Linked DNA regions of Mus musculus: all the other regions are linked to region 2. Evidence: chromatin contacts called from public Hi-C and HiChIP or PLAC-seq data. All regions are on one chromosome and are shown on one strand. The core of a region is the stretch at or near the end of the contact, and the rest is flanking DNA. Distances in the headings are between cores, read along the strand shown. Region 1 overlaps Bach2 (BTB and CNC homology, basic leucine zipper transcription factor 2). Region 2 has its middle 73 kb from the start of n-TGccc3. Region 3 overlaps Bach2 (BTB and CNC homology, basic leucine zipper transcription factor 2). Region 4 overlaps Bach2 (BTB and CNC homology, basic leucine zipper transcription factor 2).

Region 1 (3,649 bases), core at 618-3,117, 180 kb before region 2:
CTGTGGATGTGGACAAACTGCTGCTTCACTTTGTATCTGAATCCAGGATCACAAAATGTGAAGCAAGGACCACAAGTCCAGCTGGGATCTCACAGCTCTAAAACCCTCAGGAGGCTGTGAGGGAAATTGACCCAAGTGATTTAGAGGGTGGGTTGTTACCTTCTAGTTGACAGAAATTATCTTAATTAGGCCCTTTGAAGACAATTTATGAGTGCAGTTTAATTGTCGCAGAAGTTGCATCAAATAAAAAGTTGTCTCTGAAGAGGTGGTTCTAAGAAATGAAGTAGACAATGTACAAAGGTTTCTCTAGGGTTGGGGGAGAAAGCAGGATTCCAGTCTCCTGCTCTGCAGAGCCCAAATTAGGAACTCCTGTCAGGATGCACCCCGATATTCCTTGATAGGGCAGTAACTTTCTTGAACTAAGTTCCTTGTAGGACATGGGGACCCAAGTGTGAAGGGCTTCTGGGAGCAACATGGAGAAGTCACGCTGTTGGTGGCTTCACCTTAACCTGGAGGGTCCGTTCTGGGAACATCGCCTGAGCAAGCAAATATGAACTGCAGATATGTCACCAGGGAAATTCAGCTGAGATTCCACTGAGACCTGACTGAGGTCCTAACCACTTTGGAGAGGAGGACAAGAATCATGTCCCACGAGGAAGTTAATAGTTGGCAAAACAAGGCAGAGACTGGATTACCATATTCCAGGATTCAGGCAAGGCTGCAGAGCTCCCAGACAGCTGGGGAATAAGGGAGAGTCTCGAGGACCCAGCCTTTTCCTAAGAGAACTGGCTTTTGAAAAGAGAGGATAGGGCCATATATGGAGTCTCAGTTGGCCAAGAATGTTATAAAAGTCACATTCGCAAGGATATCTGCTCTTCTGGCTAAGCCATCAATTAAGATTTGAAGACATTTAAACAATATTAATTCTGTTCAGCAAACAGTAGAAACTGAAATCTATTTTGGGTGGTGCTGGGGAATGAACCCAGGGTCTTCCACATGGTAGGTGTCTTAGTCATTGCTGCGATAAAACACCGAGAAGAAAGCAGCTCAAGGAAGAAAGGGCTTATCTCAATTGTATTTCCACATCAGTTTATCACTGAGAAAAGGTCAGGACAGGAACCTAGAAGCAGGAGCTGATGCAGAGGCCATGGAGGGGTGGTACTTACTGGCTTGGTCCTTATGGCTTGCTCAGCCTGCTTTATTATAGCACCTGGGATCACCCATTCAGGGGTCTCTCTACCCATGAAGGATGGGCCTATCCACATCTCATCAATGAAGAAAATGCCTCACAGGCTCGCTCACAGGGCAGTCTGATGGGGACATTTTCTCAATTGAGGTATTTTCTTCCAAAAGGACTGTAGCCTGTGTCAGGCTGACATAAAAGCTAACCCGCACACAAGGCAAACCCTGAAATCCATTATTAGGAAACGATTGCTAGACCTTTATTTAGTGACTTTTCTGGATGCTGTTACCTGATTCTTGGATAGTTCTTTCTGCTGTAGTTGTCCAATTGGCTTTCTCTTGTTCTTTACATGTCTGACTGTATCCACCCCTCCCCGGGTCTCTTCAAGCACAATGGCACCCTATTCCTGCAGCCCTTTCATCCGGCCTCATCACGTGTGTTCTGTGAACTCTCATCTGCCTTCGGCTCTTCCTCCCTTGCAGGAGCGAGCACCCTGCTTTCTATTTCTCCTTCGTTCGTTCCTAATGTTAATTAAGCAACGCTTGCCACCTAATGCAACAAAGCAGCAGGGATCACAGGATCTAAGAATGAAACACTTCACAGTGCGCGCGCGGAGCAGGGATCCCAGAATAGCACGCAGGAGTCTGACAGCCAGGCTTTACCCTAAGCAGTAGACAATGTGTTAAAGTATGTAGACATTAGCTGAAGTCAGATTGTGAGGGAGCTTTCCAAAGGCTCTGGTTTGGGTTTTGGCTGATCTCATTCTTCTTGCATGCCAAAAACCCCAGCTGCACATGTGCACAACACACACACCCCAATCATTTCCTCATATGGTTCGGCAGGAGAAGCTAATTACTACTATATTATCATAGCATGCTCATCCCCTCAAAAGCAGCTACGGAGGCCACACTCTTCTCAGTCAAGCATGCCGTATTAATGAATGCAGACTCACTTGTGAGCTCACCCGCTCTTCATTCATTACTGAATCATATTCAGATAGTGAAGTGTCTAACAGTTCCTCTGTTAAAAGTATAATTCACAAAGTTAAAAAATCCACAGTGGGGAATCAGAAAAGCGGCAATTCACAAAAAAAGTAGAATGTTAAATTTTACAGACAACCTGTCATGTCTAGAATGCTTGGGATGAAAAAAAATTAATATGCCTTGCGGGTGAAGAAAAGGAGTAAATTATAAACCACTTCACTCGGTGCGCCCCACACCGCTCCCAGAAACAGTGCATTAAGTAAACACTTCTGTGAATCAGATGCTAAATTATTTAGTAATTGCCGAGTGAATTTCTGCTCTTATCAAGCATTTAAAAAGTTATTTACTATAAATTCGTAAGAGTTAGTTTTTAGAGGAGGAAGTTAGCATGTCTATAGAGACTCGTGAGTGCAGAGAGCTATTCAAACGGAGTCAGAGTCGGTGTTAGTGTGGTCTGCAAACTCTTTCTAAGCACATCAAACTTCTCACTGAAAGTAGAAAGCTTCAGTCTTTCCTAATGCAAACATTGAGTGCTTAATGTCCCTAGTGCCTTAGAGAGCTAGAGGGAGGGCCTGGCGTGGATCAGCTAAAAGGTTTCTCTGATTTACTTCCTCAAAGCCCCCATCTGTCTGCCTCCTGCTTAGCGCCAAGGGAACTGAAATTTAAGGGCACTGCTAAGACTGGAGCTATTGCAATTGTATCATCAAGTCCTTCAGAGTTCTCAAAGGTTTCCTAGTTCAGTATAAAAGTCCATTTTCCTTGACCTTTCAGGAGGAACTTGGATTCACTAGCACCTTTGCGACAATGGTTTTTTTTACTTTCACAGTTGAGAAGTACACCCAGATTTGAACACAGAGCAGTCACGAGAAGCTCTGCATCTGTGGTGGTTGTTTCATTTATTCATTTGCACAGATGAAAATTAAAAAAAAAAAAAGATCTAAACTCCAAAGTATCCAATGAGAAAATGGCGACTCATTCTAACTTTTCATATTTAAAATAATCTGAGTGAAGAAGCAGAAGCTGACAAAGACACTGATCTGGAAAATATAATATGATGCTAGGGCAAACTGTAATGAATCTGGCTAAAGATAATAAAGTATTAAAGACAGTCCATAACCACCAGCTTGGAAAGAAGTAGAAAATCTGACAATATTAAATTTAATATTGTTGCTGAAGCAACAGGAGTTCTTGCTTGTTGATGAGACTTGTCTTAGTATCTCTAGAAACAACTTGCATTATCTAGCGAGGTTGAAGGCATGCATGGGTTATCCCCTGCAATTCCATTCTTAGGTTACAGTAGAGATTCTCCCAGGTTCCAAAGTGGAACACTGAATAAGGATATTCACGGCAGCATTATTTATAATAACCCTCTAGTAGAAACAATGCAATGCCTGTCAGTAGCACTGAGGTATACAGTATTTATTTATTTATACATGGAATAACAGCGAATTAGAGCCATATGTAGCATGCAGATTGACGTCAC
Region 2 (3,261 bases), core at 129-2,628:
ACTTTTAAAATGCTAACAAAATATGAGGAGCCATGGTGAAGTTGACCTACATTCTAGGGAGGCTGAGAAGGGGGCGGGGAAGGCTGCACTAGTGGAGTTCAGAATAAATGCAAGGTTGCGGGGATGCTGTCTATGAAGTCACTCCCTCGTCTCTCCATTTCCATTTCAGTGTCCATGTATTTCCTGATCTCTGCACTGTGTGCTTTCTTCCATTGGACGGATCGCACACTTAGATAACTTGGTCGTTTTTCTCTTAGGCAGACTTTCATTCTGCAAAACCGGGAGAATTCCTGCACTATTGTATATAAACTAATTCAAACTTTATGAATGAGCAGCGGGGACCGTTTCCACGGACTGTTTTAAAGGCCTGTGGTACCAAGAGTAAGCAAAACCGATCCATGAAGTTAATGCTGCTTCCCATAATGTAGAATCTGGTTCTTCTCACTGTCCAAATGCTAAAGGAGAAACTAGTGCCATGGTGGGGGTGCTGGCAGGGTGGGGGGAAACAATGCCTTCCTCAGCGTTTCAAAACCGTTCACATCAGCTTGAGCACGGAAGCCATAGGAAAAGCTCTGTTTTACCTACCGTAATTACGGTATACCTCACAGCAACTCTCCACATTATCCACTTTCCCCCCTCCACTCAACTTCTCTCAATGATCTCTGGAAACCATTAACCAAAAGTCCTGGTCCAATTTTCCTCTTCCCCCTCCTCTGTGTCCTCAGTCTTGCTGGCGTCCAGACAAAGCAAACTTGTATTACATCACAAAGCAAACTCATTTTTTTCTCTAAAGCAGCCCATTGGTCAGTTACCGCTACTGGAACCAACACTGTCACAGTGTGGTCTTTGTTACTGAGTGCTGCTTGTAAAAAATATATATATACATACATATAAGTTTCCCAGTACTGCTTTCCTCTGCTAAAAAGAGGAAGCGTCTAGCCGGGTTCCACCCATGCAGTAAACTAGACATTACCTTATATACAAGAGCCTCTATGGCATTCCTCGGGCACTGACTGCTGCAGAATTCCTGCACTAGGCTGCACGCTGCAGGCCACAAGCTTCCCTGGCTCACTCACCCTCCTTTCTGCTTTGGCTGCTCTACTCTATCTATCTATCTATCTATCTATCTATCTATCTATCTATCTATCTATCTATCTATCTATCTTTCTTTCTTTCTTTCTTTCTTTCTCTCTCTCTCTCTCTCTCTCTCTCTCTCTTTCTTTCTTTCTTTCTTTTTTTCTCTCCTTCCTTCTTTCTGTCTCATTTCCACTGCCTCACTGTGTTTTTGTGTAAATGCTCTCTCTCACATGACTCAACAAATCCATCTGCCCGAAGCAGGCCAAGTCTGGAGCCCTCCCAGGAGGGAGGAGAAGAATTGCTTTGTGGAAAGGACTTGGAGCGCTGCCCTTCCTCTGGCTCGAATTACCCGCCTGTCAGGCCTGACGGATCTGGCTAAAAATAAAAGGAAGCGGGCTGTGAAAAGCAGATGAATGGGCTCAGCAGCTCCTCAGATAACACAGACCTGCTGTTGCCCAGAGCTTCCCAAACAGAAACTTCAAATGTGCGACCTCTGAGTGCAGCTATGTGGCTTCCAGGTGATCATGCTGTCTGACCCACCAGAGTGGTGTCGCAGCCTGGATTTTGATTTTAGCACCCCCCCCAACCTCAGTGTGTGTGTGTGTGTGTGTGTGTGTGTGTGTGTGTGTGTGTGTGTGTGTGTTAGAAAGAAAGAGAAATAGGAAGAGAAGGGGAAATAAAGTCTCGTACAAAAAGGTTCTCAGAGCACAGCTGAATTCAGTGGAGTGATGGCTTCTCACGTTTTAAAACAATATTGTTTCCACTACAAAATTCTCCTCCACACCAGACATTTTCAGTCTCCCGATGATGTCACTCCTCCATTCAGAGCCAGCAAAGAGTTAACAGTCCTTCTTGTAAGTGTATGGCCAGCGCCTGCAGTGGGTATTAAGCACTTAGGTTTGCCATGTAATGACACACTGTAACAATCTGTAATATGAAACATCAGCAAAGCTCTGGCTCTGAGGCTCGCTCTCCCCACCATTAGCCATATGTTTGGCTCCTCAGATAGCCAAGCGGGTGTTCCAGCATGCCATCTGGTTTCTATCCACACAGGCAACTGCAAAGCAAGGGCTGTACCCCTCTGGAGCTGTGTGTTTCTTATCCCTGTCCTCCCCTTTCCCCCCTCCCAGCTCCTTGGTTCCCTTGCAAGAGAATTCTCTGCCATTCATCACATGCAAAGAAAATGTTACCTGACCTGGCAGCAGTGGAGCCATTAAGAATGCACAGCTGAACTGTAAACACGCCAGAGGGTCCTTTACAGAATCTCCTCAAGTCAGTCTCCCCCCCCCCACACACACACATTCTCTACTCCTTCCTCATCCCCTATGACTGCAGACACTTGATCCAGCATGTTAAAAATAGGTACATTCTTGATAGAACCAGAGTTTGCTGTGGTGCCCTTCACAGTCACTTCACATACTGACAGGAAGGCTTTAACTCACACATGTGTGAGTGCGCACTCGCTCGCACACACACACACACACACACAGGCAAACGCATGTTTGTCTCAACATTCAATTAGCTTGGTGTCAGTGTCACACAGGATGACACACCCCTGACTCACTTCAGGAATCAATCCCTCCTGCTCCTAGGTATTCGACTGCTATTGTTTAATTTTCTGATGGTTCTTTCCACTTCAAGACACGAAACAGGGAGACAGATGAGGCAGGCACTCTGGAACAGGAGCTCGCAGCCATTTTCAGGCAACTGATGACTGACCGAAGAATGCCTTCTTCCTTCTGCATTTTCCAGGGGTGAAAGCACACAGCAAAAATAATCTCCCTCCTCTTGCCTGAACCCCTGATGCCGGGATTACAAATGTGTTATGTGTGTTATGCTGGGTGATGTGGTGCTGCGGATCAAACCTAGGGCTTTGTTCATGCTAGATAAGTACTCTGCCAACATAGCTGCTTCCCCAGGCCTGCACTTTAACAGCATGCAGAAATGGTACATGCTGTTGGAACTGATAGGATTTTCCTAGAGCTTCGCCTTCACAGGATTTGAAGCACTCTATACTCTTTTAACTGCATATTGGGGTATCTGATATACATAAAAATTGTCTCCTTGTTTCTGTAGAAATTGCAATTCATTTTGCTGCATTAAGAGATCATTAATTAGGGATTAATATTTGCCACATCTTATTTAAAACGCTGGTTTCTTACATACGAAAAAACGAAAGAAAGA
Region 3 (3,254 bases), core at 591-3,090, 160 kb before region 2:
TACCTTTAAAGAATTGATAAAAGCAGTATAGTGTTTGGTATAAAAGATAAACTTAGTAAATTATAAGGTAGATTTTAGTGTGATAGATTATATTAAAACTTTTCTATTGTAACATCCTTTACTCCTGAAATAAAATCCATCTGCCCATGACACTGTTCTTATAACTCTGGTACAAGCTTGAAGTTCCATTGGTGATTTTAAGTCTTCCATGTGAACGCATGGCCCACAGCTGGTGCTGTGTTTTGGGAGGTTGCTGGGTTTGCATGTGAACTCGCGGTGCCTCATTGAAGGCTTTGTTTTGGAGGCTGTGCAGCATTTGGGAGGGACTGTGAACTAGCTGGTAGACACGAGATGCTTAGGGTCAGCTTCGAAGGTTCTAACCTTCTAACACTCTGGTTTCTCATCTTCCAGATGTGGATAAGCTGTGCTTCAACTCCTGCTACAGACAGAAGCGTGCGTGTCCCACACTGGCAGTGGCAACTTCCCATCCTCCAAGGCTCCCACTGTGACGGACCAGTGTCCTCAGAAGCCACAAGCTGACACAACTCTTATTCCTGTAAGCTGCCTCTATGAGGCTTTTTGTCTCGGAGGTGAGAAAAAGAACAAACCATGTTTTCCCACAGTGGTCAATCTTATAGACTTTCTCTTTAAACTTCAGAGGGCTGAATTACATATTCTCATAAAAGAATGTATTTCATTATGTTTTAAAATTTTATTTATAGAAATCTGAGTGAAATGGACTTCATGATTCCTTTTAAGCAACCACATTATATATCAAAATGCACTTCCCTGATTTTTATTGATCAAGTAAGCTAAACTTTTCTGCTTATTTTGATTTTTTTTTTTAAAAACCACATGCTCTTTGCATTTATAATATTAGTTGTATCTCTGTCACTGTGAAGAAAATACTTAAGATAAAACAACCCAAAGGAGGGAAGATATATTTTGGCTGACATTTTCAAGAGATTCAGTCTACAATCACTTAGCTCCATTGTCTCTGTGTGAGGTGTGACATCACGGCCAGTGGACACGTGTTGGAAGTGAAACAAGGATTCCTATCTGATGGTGGCCAGTGGGGAGAGTAAGGGAAAGTGGGAGGAGGGGAAGGAAGGAAAGGGGATGGGGAAGGGGGATGAGACAGGAGGAGGAGGAGGGTGAGGAGGAGGGTGAGGGGAGGGGAGGGGGAAGGAGTGTGAAGAGGAGGACGGTGAGGAGGAGTAGGAGAGCCAGGAGGAGGAGGGTGAGAGGGAGGATGGTAAGGAGGAAAGGGGGGAGAAGAAGGGGAAGGGGGAGGGGGAGGAAGAGGTGGAGGGGGAGGAGGAAGATGAGAAGTATGGTAAGGGTGAGAAGGTGAAGAGGAGGAAGGTGAGGAGGAGAATGGTGGTGTGGGAGAGGGTTGAAGAGGAGGGGGAGGAGAAGGAGAAGAAATGGAAGGAGGGGAGGGGAAGGAAGAAGACATATAGATATACAAGACACAGACTTTGATATGCAGAGTCTCTCTTTTTGTCTCTCTCTCAAGTGCACCCCCAACACACACACAGACTCTTTTCTAGGCACCCACGTAGTTGATCCATGCCCGTTGCTCCTCCAGTTTTAAGTTAAGAGCAGTTGACAATGACAGTGCTGGCTTTTGACTGGAATGGGGCCATGAAGGTCATAAGAGAAGCAGGGAGGCTTGCCTGGAAGTGTTAGCTACGGTGCAGCTTGGGGTCAGACATTCATATAAGCTTGGCGAGCAGAGGCTGGGCGTGGCACCTATTTGGAAGGCAGGGCTGATGGTGTGTAGCTGGCAGACTAGACGTGGAGTGTAAGAGAATGAAAATACAAGGATGACTCTGAGAACTGCGGCATGAGTAATCATCTGAACGGGCACTGCTTACTAAAAGGGAAAATTCCAAGGAGCACGTTCAGCGCCAAGAATAAACTAAGTTGTTGCTTTCTGGTAGCTGACTCAAGCACTCACATCTTTGAGCTCTCTCATAAGCTGGTCACATTCGCGGTCCATTGAATGTTATCTATCCCAGTGCCACGCTGCTGCACCTGCCACTTCCACACCTGAAGTGTCCTTCCCACTCTCCTCTACCTTGAAAACACTTGCTCATCTGTCAGGAATAATCTCAAATGTCAGCTCTTTCTGGCTACCTTTCCGATTCCTGCGGGCACAGTTGGGGGTTTCAAGCTGGAGCTACACTACCCAGCCACAGAACCACAGAGATGCGTACTTGTCTGTCTCTGCCACCCAAGGGGTGAGTTCCCTAGGGCAGAATCCCATTTTCCTTCTGGTTTCTTTTACTGTATCAGAACACCTACAACAAAGATGGGCATTCAGTGAATACTGGCTGTCTCCAACATTCCATGTCTTATGTCATACTTTCCTCTAGGTACCTGGGCATGCAGCAGGAACAAAGCGAGGGAACATGTCTCAGGGAGCACTTACCCTCAGGAGAAACATCAATATACAGACAGTTTCCCAGCAGAATGTGATAGAGAGAAAAGTGTAGGCATGACAAGAGAGTGGATGAACTCGGGATGGGGTCTTGCATTTGGCATCTTGGTCACAGTAAGTCCCTTGAGCAGATTCTGTGTGACTCGAGTGAGCAGACCATGTAGATTTCAGAGAGCAAAATAAGTGGCTTGTTCAACAACTTTATAGAATGAGCAGGCTTGACACTATGCTAACCTTCCAGAGTGGCTGGAGGTCATGGACAGAGAGGGTTACAAAGGTGAAGCGCTGGCAGGGTACGTGGAGGTTTGCGAGTAGTCTGAAGTCTATGTATAACAATAGTGGGTGAGTTGTATAGGATTTCATTTATGCTTCAAAATGATCACTTTGATGTTTAAGTGGAATGGGCTGGCAGGGAGGCATGGTGGAAGCTCCTGGGTAGTATTAGCAAACGGTCTAGCTGATGGATCAGAAGAGGGAGGAAACAGCAAAAAAGATGGCAAAGTGGCCGGGTTCCACAAGTGCTTAGAAAGTGCGACTGGTAAGATGTGCTAATGAGTAGGTGGAGGAAGTAAAGGAATAGAGTTAATGATGGCTCTGAGAAGTTCCAAGTAAGTGACCAGATGGCCCGGGGTGGCTTTGGTGAACGGGAAACCCCAGGGAGAGGCTCGGGTTTGGGAGTGAGAGGAGGTGTGCTCAGACTCAACATCCCATGGATGGCCCTAGGAAGGGATCAAAAGGACCAGGGGACAGGGTTAATTCTAGAGAGGTAAAGTGGGAGCCTTGAGTCTAGAGATGATTTAAAACCCAC
Region 4 (3,284 bases), core at 656-3,155, 250 kb before region 2:
TTGATGTGAGAGGGTTCAGCCTCCTTGTGGGCGGTGCTACCCCTGGGGAGAAGGTTGCTGAACAAATCTCTGAACATGGTCTGCTTTAGTTTCTGTCCTGATTTCCCCTCATGAGGAACTTTAAGTTGTAAGGTTAAACATTTTTCCTCCCCAAGTTGTTTTTGGTCATGGTTTTAATCACAGCAATAGAAACTAACTGGAACATAGGGTAACTCCATTTAAACTTTTGATATATGTATATTTATATATTTTAAGGGACTTCCATGGCAGTAGCTGGCTTTTTCAAATCTGGTTATGCCTCTTAATTATTATTATTATTTTTTGGAATGTGTTGTGAGTGACTGTCTTCTATGTCAAGCAACTGCCCCATCTTGGGGCATTCAGCTGTGTTCCCCTGCAATATTTCATCTCAGCTAAGCTTGTTGGTGGTTTATGCCCCAGCATAGCAAGGCGATTCTTGCTGGAGTATGCAGCTACATCCAACTGCTTCCTCCCATCTGGGGACTCTGCATGTGGGTTAGGGGAGGGGTTAGTGTGTGTGTGTGTGTATCATTCAGAGATATAGTATATATGGAAATAGAAAGAGTATGTATATATAGTATATGTAGAAAGATTCTATATTCTCTATATCTCTGACTATACGTATATATACTTATTATGTATCAGTCAAGAAATACTAGATAGGGCTACAGGAAGCCCACACCACTGCTGGGTAAGGGTTATCAGGTACAGCTAGTTGGGGAAGGAGTCCCGTACCCTGTAAGTGACCTCTCACTTATACTCTGTAAGGAAGCTGTAAACTCATGGCTCTCTAGAGGGAGCTTTAGGTGGGTCACGTTTCCGTTGGTCATTAGGACTCTGAGAGGAGGACTACACAATGCTTTATGTCTCTCCCTGGGAGAGAGTTCTATCAACAGTATGGAACCACAAAAGATCCCGAAGAACCAAAGAAATCTACAAGAAAAATAAAGCAAGAAGCATTGTCTTACCCCCTTTACAAACATAACATAAACTGCATTAGCCCATAAGCAGCACTGTCATGGCATCACACAGAGCCAGACCAGGAGAATGGAACAGAGAGCCCAGAAATAAACCCATACATTTACAGACAGCTGATCTGACAAAGGTGCTAAAAACACACAGCAGAGAAAGAAAATCACTTCTGTAAGTGCTACTGGGAAAACTGTACGACTTCACAGCATGAAAACAGATCTGTGTCTCTCACCAGATACAAATATTCACTCAAAGTGTATGAAAGAAAGACTCAAACATGGGATCTCGAACTACAGAGAATGCATGGGAGTGTGCACAGAATTCCATTGTGTTGGTCTGGACTATGATGGTTTTGGATACTGGATATACTGCCTCATTTGGGGTATGAAGGAACAAAAGCAAAACTAGACCAAGGGGCATGTATCATAATAAAGACAGGTTCTACTTAGGGATTAAGGAATTACAAAGGAATTACAGAGTACAAAGAGATGTGGGAACATGTCTGCAAGTTCTACATTTACTAAGGACCAAATGTAAAAAATAGTAAGAGAGCAGCTATGACCCTTAACCTCAGCACTCCAGAAGCAGAGGCAGGCAGATAGATCTATGTGAATTTGAAACCAGCTTGGTCTACATAAGGAAGTCTACCTATGCTAGCCAGGGCTACATAGTGAGAGCCTGTCTCAAAAAATTATAAAAAACCCATCAGGATTGCTGTTATTAGAAGGGTGAAACTTAGTATGTGTTGGTGAGGCTGCAGAGAAAAGGAGCCATTGAGAATTCTCTAAAAAGTAAAAAATGAAACCCCACTGCTGGGTGTGTTTCCAAAGGAAATAAATACAGTATGTTTGTATCCCTGTACTTACTGCTGCAGCACAATGCTCAGTAGCTAATTCTCTATAATAGATAGAGGAAGTACAGGATATGCACACAGTAGAATACAATAGAGCATAAAACGCACAAACCCTGCTATTTGTAACTACATAGATGGTCACATGGGAAGTTGTACAAGTCAAATCAGCCAGGCACGGAGAGGCACGATTGCAGTAGTTCACTCACATGTACAGTCTAGCGTAGATTTCATAGGCACAGAAAAGAAAATGCGGATGGGATGGCTAGATGGCAGAAGAGATTGGAAGATGGTGGTCAAAGAACCCATAGCTATTAAATAAACAGTTCATCTGAGAGCCGCCGTACAGTGAGTAGTTAGTGACAATATGGAACATTCCTGAAAACTGACAAGAAAGCACACGTGTTATTATCACAGAATGATAACGAATGCATTTGTTAGTTAGCTTGATTCATCCATTCCACAGTGTGGCCATACTTCAAAACAGTATTTTATACATGAGACAGCCATACAAATTAATGTGCCCCTTAAAATCAGTAAGACTGAAGAGAGATTGGCTTATAAATTATAATCTAAGCCCAAGACAGGAAAGTCTGTTTGCACCAGAAAATTTCACAAGAGCCGACATCTAACTCTTCTTCCACACCCAGATGAATCCTGCCTTGCACACACAACTGTACTCGTCTTCTACGTGCAAGGCTTTGTCTAGGGAGTCACAGCCACAACTTGTGAAGCATCTCATGGGCCAGTCCTGTGCTGGCGTGTAAAGCAGCCATGATGGCTTCTACCTCGTACCCAGGAAACTGAGAGGCACGGAGGTAAAGGAACTTATCCAAGGTTGTACAATCTAGTGGGTAAGCAGGCAGGATGTAAACCCAGGACCCTTGACTTAGGGCTGAGAGTGACGGACAAGCACGTGGCTGTGACTGAAGCTTAGATGTGTAGAGGCCGTACAAAGTGTGTGAAATTAGTTACTGTTGTAAGAGTGTACGCAAGACAACCCCAGAAGTGCCATCTCGAGAGTATGTGAACAGCGGTCAGCTGAGAAATCCAGACACACACATGAGAAGAGACTGATGGTCTGCTGGTCCCCAGAACACATACACTGGGACACTAGGATGCAGTTCGTCTGTTTATGCTGTGGGTCTTGGGTACATTCATATGATGAGCACATTTAAACTGCCCCTGGAGAAACCCCAGGCAAAGGTCCAAAGGTACATACACACACACACACACACACACACACACACACACACACACACACAAAGTGCCCATTACACATTTTGGATAGTGCTAAACCCATCAATTACTGGATTGTCTACATACTGGATTAGCCTCCATGTATCCAAATCTGCCTACACAATCTGCCTATTTTGAGGAAGCACTGAAATCCACTCATTGTATCAGATGGCAACTCTCCAGGTAGCAAGGTGAAGCTGCC

The links. A called contact is a pair of places that touch in the nucleus more often than the background predicts. HiChIP or PLAC-seq counts read pairs in DNA pulled down with a chosen protein or histone mark.
Region 1: a contact with region 2 is called in a Hi-C map of forebrain, with 4 times the contacts expected there. The contact joins two enhancer-like sites. A contact is called at or near these places in 3 of 484 Hi-C or Micro-C datasets (forebrain and nephron progenitors), 4 of 115 datasets of contacts at active chromatin or transcription factors (embryonic basal ganglia, embryonic forebrain and embryonic stem cells) and 2 of 9 other capture datasets (embryonic stem cells and embryonic trunk).
Region 3: a Hi-C map of embryonic fibroblasts shows a contact between it and region 2, with 3 times the contacts expected there. The contact joins two enhancer-like sites. A contact is called at or near these places in 3 of 484 Hi-C or Micro-C datasets (the NIH/3T3 cell line, embryonic fibroblasts and nephron progenitors) and 1 of 115 datasets of contacts at active chromatin or transcription factors (embryonic basal ganglia).
Region 4: an H3K4me3 HiChIP or PLAC-seq map of bone marrow-derived macrophages shows a contact between it and region 2, with 3 times the contacts expected there. The contact joins two enhancer-like sites. A contact is called at or near these places in 11 of 484 Hi-C or Micro-C datasets (CD4 T cells, CD8 T cells, astrocytes and 7 more) and 11 of 115 datasets of contacts at active chromatin or transcription factors (CD8 T cells, the NIH/3T3 cell line, VIP interneurons and 8 more).

What each region holds. Positions count from the first base shown.
Region 1 is chr4:32,485,154-32,488,802 of GRCm38.p6, reverse strand. The region is part of intron 1 of Bach2 (BTB and CNC homology, basic leucine zipper transcription factor 2); the gene reads right to left. Among named protein-coding and RNA genes, the nearest start is that of Bach2, 70 kb to the right of the region's middle. Within about 2 kb of position 1,867, at least 54 of the 459 cell types and tissues checked have an H3K27ac peak or open chromatin away from gene starts, as enhancers often do. A contact at or near this core is called in embryonic basal ganglia, embryonic forebrain and forebrain, where this site is marked.
Region 2 is chr4:32,302,053-32,305,313 of GRCm38.p6, reverse strand. It overlaps a transcript of Bach2 not described here. Among named protein-coding and RNA genes, the nearest start is that of n-TGccc3, 73 kb to the right of the region's middle. RefSeq lists an enhancer at 1-3,261. Within about 2 kb of position 1,378, at least 247 of the 459 cell types and tissues checked have an H3K27ac peak or open chromatin away from gene starts, as enhancers often do. A contact at or near this core is called in bone marrow-derived macrophages, embryonic basal ganglia, embryonic fibroblasts and 3 more, where this site is marked.
Region 3 is chr4:32,464,772-32,468,025 of GRCm38.p6, reverse strand. All of the region lies in intron 1 of Bach2 (BTB and CNC homology, basic leucine zipper transcription factor 2), which reads right to left. Among named protein-coding and RNA genes, the nearest start is that of Bach2, 49 kb to the right of the region's middle. Within about 2 kb of position 1,840, at least 38 of the 459 cell types and tissues checked have an H3K27ac peak or open chromatin away from gene starts, as enhancers often do. A contact at or near this core is called in embryonic fibroblasts, where this site is marked.
Region 4 is chr4:32,554,437-32,557,720 of GRCm38.p6, reverse strand. All of the region lies in intron 2 of Bach2 (BTB and CNC homology, basic leucine zipper transcription factor 2), which reads right to left. Among named protein-coding and RNA genes, the nearest start is that of Bach2os, 16 kb to the left of the region's middle. Within about 2 kb of position 1,905, at least 10 of the 459 cell types and tissues checked have an H3K27ac peak or open chromatin away from gene starts, as enhancers often do. A contact at or near this core is called in bone marrow-derived macrophages and microglia, where this site is marked.